Linked DNA regions of Mus musculus: regions 1 and 3 are each linked to region 2. The links are chromatin contacts, called in public Hi-C and HiChIP or PLAC-seq maps. All regions are on one chromosome and are shown on one strand. The core of a region is the stretch at or near the end of the contact, and the rest is flanking DNA. Distances in the headings are between cores, read along the strand shown.

What was found. Hi-C and Micro-C count contacts between places; a contact is called where the count stands out from the background. HiChIP or PLAC-seq counts read pairs in DNA pulled down with a chosen protein or histone mark.
Region 1: a contact with region 2 is called in an H3K27ac HiChIP or PLAC-seq map of cardiomyocytes, with 4 times the contacts expected there. The contact joins the enhancer-like site here to the promoter of E130101E03Rik in region 2. A contact is called at or near these places in 11 of 39 promoter capture datasets (the HPC-7 cell line, HPC-7-derived erythroid cells, cranial neural crest and 5 more), 3 of 15 datasets of contacts at CTCF or cohesin (embryonic stem cells and stem cell-derived epiblast-like cells), 23 of 484 Hi-C or Micro-C datasets (the N1E-115 cell line, differentiating embryonic stem cells, embryonic stem cells and 1 more) and 3 of 115 datasets of contacts at active chromatin or transcription factors (cardiomyocytes, heart atrium and stem cell-derived neural progenitor cells).
Region 3: a contact with region 2 is called in a Hi-C map of the N1E-115 cell line, with 5 times the contacts expected there. The contact joins the enhancer-like site here to the promoter of E130101E03Rik in region 2. A contact is called at or near these places in 4 of 39 promoter capture datasets (the 3T3-L1 cell line, liver and neural stem cells), 1 of 484 Hi-C or Micro-C datasets (the N1E-115 cell line) and 1 of 115 datasets of contacts at active chromatin or transcription factors (neural progenitor cells).

Annotation. Positions count from the first base shown.
Region 1 is chr9:24,748,723-24,751,728 of GRCm38.p6, forward strand. Tbx20 (T-box 20) reads right to left here. Exons shown (of 8, transcript NM_194263.2): 6 at 1,590-1,666. Among named protein-coding and RNA genes, the nearest start is that of Tbx20, 24 kb to the right of the region's middle. Within about 2 kb of position 1,594, at least 5 of the 459 cell types and tissues checked have an H3K27ac peak or open chromatin away from gene starts, as enhancers often do. A contact at or near this core is called in the N1E-115 cell line and cardiomyocytes, where this site is marked.
Region 2 is chr9:24,972,894-24,975,593 of GRCm38.p6, forward strand. It overlaps E130101E03Rik (RIKEN cDNA E130101E03 gene), which reads left to right and starts at 1,315. Exons shown (of 5, transcript NR_153861.1): 1 at 1,315-1,382; 2 at 1,877-1,906.
Region 3 is chr9:24,831,857-24,834,673 of GRCm38.p6, forward strand. No RefSeq gene overlaps it. Among named protein-coding and RNA genes, the nearest start is that of Gm29824, 58 kb to the left of the region's middle. Within about 2 kb of position 1,390, at least 1 of the 459 cell types and tissues checked has an H3K27ac peak or open chromatin away from gene starts, as enhancers often do. A contact at or near this core is called in the N1E-115 cell line, where this site is marked.

The sequences.
Region 1 (3,006 bases), core at 344-2,843, 220 kb before region 2:
TCTGATTTGTCCCATCCCCAAAGGCTATTTAGGAAAAATTCAGACTTAAATACCTGGAAATGAAATCCAAAACCCTGGCCAGTTTCACACCACTTAGGTCATCTTGCAAACTTTCAGCTAGTCACATCAGAGTGCTCTCTTGGCCTTAGGACCATCTCGAGCCACTTAGCTTCACATACAAGTGAGTGCTCCCACATCAGGAGGCTTATTCGATAAATGGAAAATGTGGCCACATGCATTATCAAATCTGCTGTTCTAAAGGGCAGCCAGGCTGGGTATTCCTATCTCAGGAGCATGTGTGCAACCACGGGGCTATTTTTATTCTAAAATCAGTTCACAAAGACCATTCAAAGTTGCTCAGACAGGGTCTAAAGGGTTAGATGCAAGGCTCATCTAAGATGAGAGACTCAGATACACTTTTGCACTTTAGATTTACAGTGTGCCTTTATAAATGTCACTGTCCACAATTTTCCAACAAGCCTTCTCTCTGAAACTTTGGCAATAGATGTCTATCCACCAGCCTAAGGTGCCTCCCTGATTTTACCACCTCTGACCCCTTGCCAGACTCTCCAGAAATCAGTCTTTTTAAAAAAAACAAACAAAACAAACCCTGTGGCTGCCTACACAACTTCTATATCTTTTCCCTTGGATTATACCACCAGTCATGCTGTCTGTCCCTTAGGCAGGTTTAAGAAGAATCAGACAGAAGTTGCTAAAACATAATAAACCTTTCATTTTGAGTTGCCAAGACAAGATGGACAGAAGTGCCATGGTCTGATAGACAATGTGATAGACAATAACAAGAATAGTAGAAATGTGTGGCAGTTGACAGGAGAGTCACACAAAGATATGAAGGTACAATAAGTAAGGTGTCTGGTGCCTATGGGGTGTTCCACCCATCGCAAATGTATCAGTCCTAGTATGAAGTTGAAAGATGGAAATTTACTGTGAGCATATATAACAGTACAAATAGCAGTTGGGTCAAAATCTCCTTGAAAATACATTTCAGCATTCATATTGAGCTAATAACTAAGGGTTTCAATCACTCAGTGATCTCAAGCAACAATGAGCAACTGTCATCGCGAAGAGGATAAGTTTCACATGCAGAACTGTTTCTTCTTACAGGTCCTCATATTTGATACCTCTCCTATTAAAAAATATCCATTTATTTTACAGATAAAATTGTGACCCTGAATTAAATTACATCTCCTTGTTTCAAAATCCCAAATCACCTCTATATTTTTGGTTATCAAATATGTCCCTTCTGAAGGCAAATGGCTATAAAGTGTCCACTTCCCTGGAAAGTGCCAATCAGTAAGACACAACAGCCAGTTATAACCAGGACCCAGTATCTAATCATGGCAAAACCCAAATAAACCTCTTTGCTTCGAAATCAAGCATTTGAGGAATCTGGAAGTAGCTGCTCTCAAGACCTATGAGTTGTACAACAATAGAGTTTATGGTTGGATGGAAAGGTGCAGAGACTACATACTGTAAGACTGAAATTCATTGGCATTAAAGGAAAGGTGTTCTAACAACCCACTCTTTATCTTATCTGGACAAAAGAGCAAACAGAAAATTCTCATTACCTCTCAATGTCAGTGAGCCTGGAGGAGTCCCGGAATCCTTTGGCAAACGGATTGCTGTCTATTTTCAGCTTGGTTATCTAGAAAGAAAAGAATGGGCACAAAACGATCTCATTTCCAAGGTCAAAGAAACAGAATCAGAAATGGTCTGTTAATTCCCCAAAGCCCCCAATAATACAGTGGTATCTACACATATCACGAGAAGCTATCTGAGTGAGGGACAAGTTCACAGGGATACTGGTCCATGACTGAGACAGCAAAGGTTTGGTGGCCTTTCAGGCAAGGGTAGATAAGAAACTAGATTGTGAAATTACTTTAAATGCTAGGGGAAGGCTAGGACTCAATTGGGGAATGAAAAACTACCTAGATGAGAGAACTGTGTAGAAGAATACATCTGTTGTCAGGGAGTAAAGAATAAAAGCAAATATTCTGACTTGGCAGCATCTCATAGTTAACTTTATGAACATGTTACTATATGCTATAATAAATAAGAAGACTAAACGGCCAATAATAGCCCATGTCCAATACTGACATCTTTTACATAAATACAGGAAATGAAACCTCCAGAGTATAAACTTACTACCATTATCCTTTGTATTTCACTAAATTAGAATCAACCCAGTTACGTTGCCAGCCTCTGTTCAGTGTTACTTAATAGTAGCATTTGCTTTCTATGGAGAATCTGTCTCCAGTGTAAAGTATCTGCATAAGGGGATTTGTGAAGCTTACAACGTGACTGTTGACACACAAAGACCCATTAGAGACTTTGTATCGCACCTCTGCTGTACACACATCAGGCTGTGAAGCAGCAATCAAAGGAAGCACTGATGAAAAGAGTGAGGATAGAAAAATCCCTGTTAGCACTTAAAGGAAACTTGCAGATGAGCAAGCCTATGCCCTCATCAAATCCTAGTCACAGTAGTGTACAAAGAGTGCCTGGACCCAAGTACAGCCTGTCCCTACCTGAATTACTGACATGGAAGCCTTGCAAGACAGGTTTAGCTTGTAAGATCAAAGTTGGAATACAAGCTCACCTTTGGAGGAGACACACACAAAATATTCTGAGCAAGAAACGAGTTACAGAGTGTGGGATACCCTCCTTTTTCACATACTAAGGAGACAACAATTAAAACAAAGTATGGAATACTACTTTTAAGAAAATCAAGCTGTATCGAAAGTTCACTTGCAACTACGTTCTCTTTTCTCTTCACTATAAAGAAAGCCATCATTTTCTTTTTAATCTTTTCTCAATGGGAACTGCATTTGCAAAACTGCCAAGAAGCTTTCGCCTCCCTTAAAAAGCCCTCCACCACACATATGAACCAGATAGATATCCTCTCTCTCCAGCACTGGCAGGTCTCAGAAGGAGTCTGTGACTATCATCAGCCTTGAGCTTGAAAGTGACTCCGAACATAGCACT
Region 2 (2,700 bases), core at 65-2,564:
ACATCCGATGTTAATCTTTATGCACAAAATAAACCCAGATAAAGCAGGCTGCCTCCATCCCTCTGCATTGATGGAAATGTGACCTCTGAACAGAGCAGATAAAGATGGTCTGGAGGAAGGTCATGTGACAAGCATTTGTCAGGGGGCAGCCTGGGCACAGAGGAGACTCCAGAATCTCTAGGGATTCAGAGGATGGTGAGAACTGTTTCCCTAATCCTTGTCCCTGTGACTTGGGGATAGGGCCATCTGTAAGATGGGGCCCAATTGTTACCTATCTTCTCTCTTGGAGCTTAAGCTGTTGGCATCATGATTGGTAACAGATCTCCCAGAATTAATTAGTGTTCTTTTCTATTTTTATCACTGGCTATTTTGTTTGTAGTTTTTCTCAGATTTACACTGTATTCTTTGTATTGGGGGCTTCAGGGATGAGGAGACATGGCAACACCATTAGATCGAAGTCCTAACTTCTGTTCCTCCCATCTGGACCCAGTCTCTACATCTGTACGTGAGCACCCAGATTCATGAGACATCTGAATCCAGGCAAATGCCTCTTTCCCAACCCTCCCTGGTTGCTGCAACCCCCCTCCAGTCTTTGTAATGGCTGGGTGTTGTTTAATTCAGGGAAGCTCTTAGTTCAGCGCAGGGAAAGTAGACACAAGTGAATGGTCAAGAAGAGGGTGCCAGTTATTCAGCTCTGGATCAAAGATCATCCAAGCCATGAAAGGGTTCTATGAAATGAACAAACATGAACTTTTAGTGCCTATGAGAGGAGATGATCACCAAGGTTAACAGCTATAGCAAATGCTAAAACAAAGAGTGAATTCTAAAGGTGTAGACAGGAAAATAGGAAACAACCAAGAAAGGTATTATTCTGAGGGCTGGTAACAGTGGTACAAAGCCACCATCCCTTAATATAAAGGAGCGAAGAGAAAGCTTGGTTTCAGAATAATCAGTTTTTTATTAGTCAAAAGCTACTTTACCTTCATTAAACATATGAGCAATGCTAAAAAGTGTGGTTTATATTATGAGTCCTTGCTTTTAGTGGTTAAGTGGCATCTATTAATTTGATGAGAATTAATTAAGCATTGATTGAGGAATAAGCTAAGTATTTGAGACTGCTGGAGTAGAGAAGTCTGAGGGAAGTACATTGTGGGACTTCTGCTAGGGATGCCTGTGAACCAATGCCAAGTATGCAACCCTGCTCACGGAGGGGGCAATTATATGTCCTTGTTTGGCTCAGGGCTGAAGCCTAGCCTGGCTGGAAGGCAGTTGGCTTCAGCCCAACATTACTGCATGCCTGCCCTCTCGGGCCCCACTTCTAGCAGGTCACCAGATCTGTGTTGCCACCTAGGAACATTTGAGAGAGCTGTGAGCTTCAGAAGGTGAGGCGCTGGGGCCAGGGTTGGGGGCAGGGAAGGCCAGCCAGGCAGGGTGGCTGGAGAGTTTTGACAGCCTAGAGAAGAGCCCCTGGGATCCCATTCTTGCAGACGTGAGCCCCCCAGGCAGGCGCCGGGTGGATAAGCGTGTAGACAGCCCGGCCAGGCCGGCCTGTGACGCTTGCCAGCACCTGCAGATAGCAGGGAAATAATTGGCACATGTTTAAAAAAAAATTAAAAACCTCTTGGATGTGAGTATTTTCTAACAGCATCTGGCGGGAGTGCCTGGAAGGAATTTAATCAGCGAGAGTTGTTTAAATCGGTCTACTCGCTCGGCCCCAGCGAGGCTCCTAATGAACTCGGTATCATGTGCCACCCCTGCCTGCTGAGGACATTCAATTTGTTAATTCTGCAGCTGGTGAGAGAGGTCAGATAGGAAAGTGACGATTGTTTTCTGACGTCCCAACCCCTGCTCACATCTTTCTAATTAATCCTTTTAGGAGACATGGGAAGATTAAGAAAGAGAAAAGGTGAGGGAAACAAGCAGGAGAGAATTTGATGGAAAGTCAGCGCTGCCTTTCCTGGATGGATCTGGCGAGCTGGGGGCGGGGAGAAAACCAAGAGCTGAGAAGGCTGCTAGCTGTACTTCCCACACAAAGAAAAAACAAATACTCTGAAGAGATAGCCCCTTGATACTCTCCCATCGTGGCTGTTTTAAACAGGAATGGAGGGGACATGGTCTCCATCATGGTCTTGGGTAGAACTTCAGGGCGTCATTGAGGTATGAGATCTCCTGAGCAGTGAGAGCCAGGCAGAAACCTATGCAACATGCACTGAAGGGCCTCAGTCATCCCAGTTTTGTGAAAATAGCAATTTGGAAGCGCTGGAGTTTCTCTAGCACTGCAGTCCTGAGTCTCTTGCCTTTTGCTCTGCCTTTTGGATCTATTTTCCCTTCTGCTGGACCTGCTGTTTGCTAATGTGTCAAACCCCTGCGGCCCTCAGCCATAAGTCCGCCTGTCCTTCAAGTTGGGGTAGCCCCAAAAGGTGTGTGTGTGGGGGGGGGGGGAGTAGCCTAGGCTGCCTAGTACTATCTCTCTTAGATGTCCTTGTCACTATTTACAACTTTCAAGCAAATGCCTCTCGAATTGTCTTGATGGATATCACTTCTGGTCCATCAGGGGCAGACACTGGGCACCAAGTATGCATGCCAGTCTACATCCCCAGGAAGCCTCACACCCTACAGAACTTTCACTAATGATTAGACACAGTCATCATTCAAATGTTTCCTAATTCAAATGTTTCCTGTCATTGTGCTTACATGTGG
Region 3 (2,817 bases), core at 140-2,639, 140 kb before region 2:
TGTAAGATCCCCTAGAGCTGGAATTACTGGATGTTGTGAGCTGCCAGTATGTATCCTCTTCAAGAGCATGAAGTGATCATAACTCTAAGCCACCTGCTCAGCTTCCTTTTTCCTGCTTTACCATCATGTTGCCCATTTGGGTGTTGGGGCAAATTACTATATTGAGACCCGTGTAATCAGACTTCTCGCCTAATGTGGGTTCTTTGAGAGTGAAGGAGCGTGTCTGGGCTTTGGAGGACATTGTGCGCATGCGCTCATGCTCGCGTGCGTGAAGAGGACACATTGGTTCCCAGGGACTTGAGGGAGGTGCTCTATAAGATCTTCTACAACACAGAAAAGGAGGTCCAGAAGCACAGCCATGTGGTCTTGGAAAAGCTATGACCTGGTTGTCATTATCTCAGAATTGTTCAGGAGGGGCTTGTTATAATATGACGCTCCTTGGTACCTAGGAGAAATTTCAGCTCTTGTCATGAGATATTGACCAAGCAGATCCGTTATTTCTAGAATCCAAGATGACTGCAAGAGAGACTGTCTCCAAAAGGACACGTCAGAATGAGACCACAGATGTCAAGTTTTTGTCCTTCTTTAGTTACCTACTGGGCACATGTATTTTAGTGGGTTTAGTAGGGTTTAGCAAAAGCACCTGTATGTGTTTATAAACACGCAAAACCAATTTGTTAAACAATGGCCATTTCCTTAAGTATCCATTCTCTGCTTTCTTAGTAACCTTGGCTTGTTTGGTATAGAAATAGATCCCTCTAAAAGGCTCAGTGTTGTCTGCTTCCCTGAGTGAGGTGTGGCGGTAAAATAGCTGGTGTGATGAGACCGGAAGGGTGGTGGAGGCCGGGCCGCTGGCAAGACTCCCTGGGTTTAAATCTTCCTGGGAGATTCTCTTTTCCTTTGCTCTTTTTTTCTGATCACAGCCCTAGTGGAACAACACCCAAGTACCCTGACCCTGGCTCCGATGAAAGCCTGAAAGCAAAGTCCATCTTTTAGAACAGCAAAGATTGTGTAGTTTCTCAATGCCAGCACTAGGCAGGACTCCTTGCCCTCGAAGAGAGATGGACACCCAGTTTAAGTTAGTTTGATTTATAATCAGAGTCGAGCACTTACATTAGACATACATACATACATTAGACACTGTGCTAGTGTAGTGATAGGCTGTTCCTATTTCAGATGAGGTGCCTAATTTTCAGAAAGCTGGTAGAATCAGTTTGGGATTCTGAACATGGGTATCTCAACTTTGTCACTGTAACTGAGTAAAACTCTAATTTTCTAAACATGTAACATGTAAACGTTTAACTTGTGTAAAATGTCCATGAGTCTGCTGTCTACTTTTGAGTCTTGGGGTTTTGTTTTATGTTAATCCCTCTTTCTAGAATCCCCTGCCTCACTTTTCCATTGGGAAACTCCTGCTCGTCCTTTTGAAGACTCTTGGATGGTGACTGCTTTGTCCTGAGCTTTATGAGGCTGTGGCTTATGGCGAGTCTTTACATTCCAGTCTTGGCTGCACAAGTCCATCTTCTTTAAGAACAAAATCTTCCTATCTCTCAGTTTTAGCTGACTACTTGGACAGAAAAGCCAGCAGGGAGTAATAAAAATGAAATAAATGTATCCAATGACTATCTGAATGAATAAGATTGGGCAATCCAGCTAAATAATTATGGTAATCTTCAGAGGGTAACTACAGAGTGCCAGGGCTTATCTCCTTGTCTGTCTCCTAAGTCACACACAGGGGAATATGTCACTAGTAGTCTACTTTAAAGAGAGTCCTCTAAGAACTCGTCTCCAGACTCTTAAGACAACTGTGACAGATTTCCAATTCAACTCCCCCACCCCACCCCATCCCCGTGTAACGCGACTGGAAAGTTAGTAGAGATGTAGTTTTTCTGCCTTAATTCTTTCCAGAAATTAAATCAACTTTGAGGCTGCGTCCCCTTTTCCAGATTTGGAAGATTGCATCCGTCTTAAACAAGACTGTGATCAACAAACCTAAGGGAACATTAGTGAACAGTTAAATACTAATTAGCCGAGCCCTTGCTAATCTCCAGCTGTCAAAGCAGAGATAGAGACAAAAAGCTTCAATTAAACCTAAGTTGGTCCCAGAGGAGGGAGAGGTCAAAGGGGAATGTTCAGTCAACTGTGAGATTATGTGAACCAAGTCCTAGGGAATTAACATGAAGAAGTAAAAAATTCACATGTCCCCACACTCATTTAAAACGACATATATCAACCTGGAAAATCGCCTTTTGCCATTGTCCTTCGCCCATGCTCTCCATCATTGAAATGGTTCCCACCATGTTGGCGACCAAGTTCAAAGCCTTTCCTCTAGAGTTGTCCCAATGGAGATTTCCAGTTGCTTGTCACTTCCTCCTCCAGAGCCTCTGATCTGTTCCTTGCTCTGTGTCTCCTCACAGACAGGATATTCAGAGAGAACTGGCTCCAGTCTGCTCTGTACAGTCCAGATCGGAGCCATGTACCTCTAGTCTGCCTGTTCTTTACAGTTCACTACATTAAAAAGTAATTGATAAAACAATTTCATTATGAAGTCACTTCCAGTCTTCCCCACAGCTTCAACAATCAAGAAAGACATAAAGAGACTGGCAGGAGGGATGCCATTGTTTTGTCTAATGTTATGCAGGTCTGGATGAAGAACTAGGGATGGACGCCAGACATGGCTTCCCAGTGTTGCTCCCTCTGCCTGTGACAATTACAGGCAAAAATAAGATTATTAGGAATTCTTCACAAAGTTAAATTTGGTCAGTTTAGTGGATTCCCTGTTATTTTTAAACAATACCTTGGAGGTTAAAAGGTACT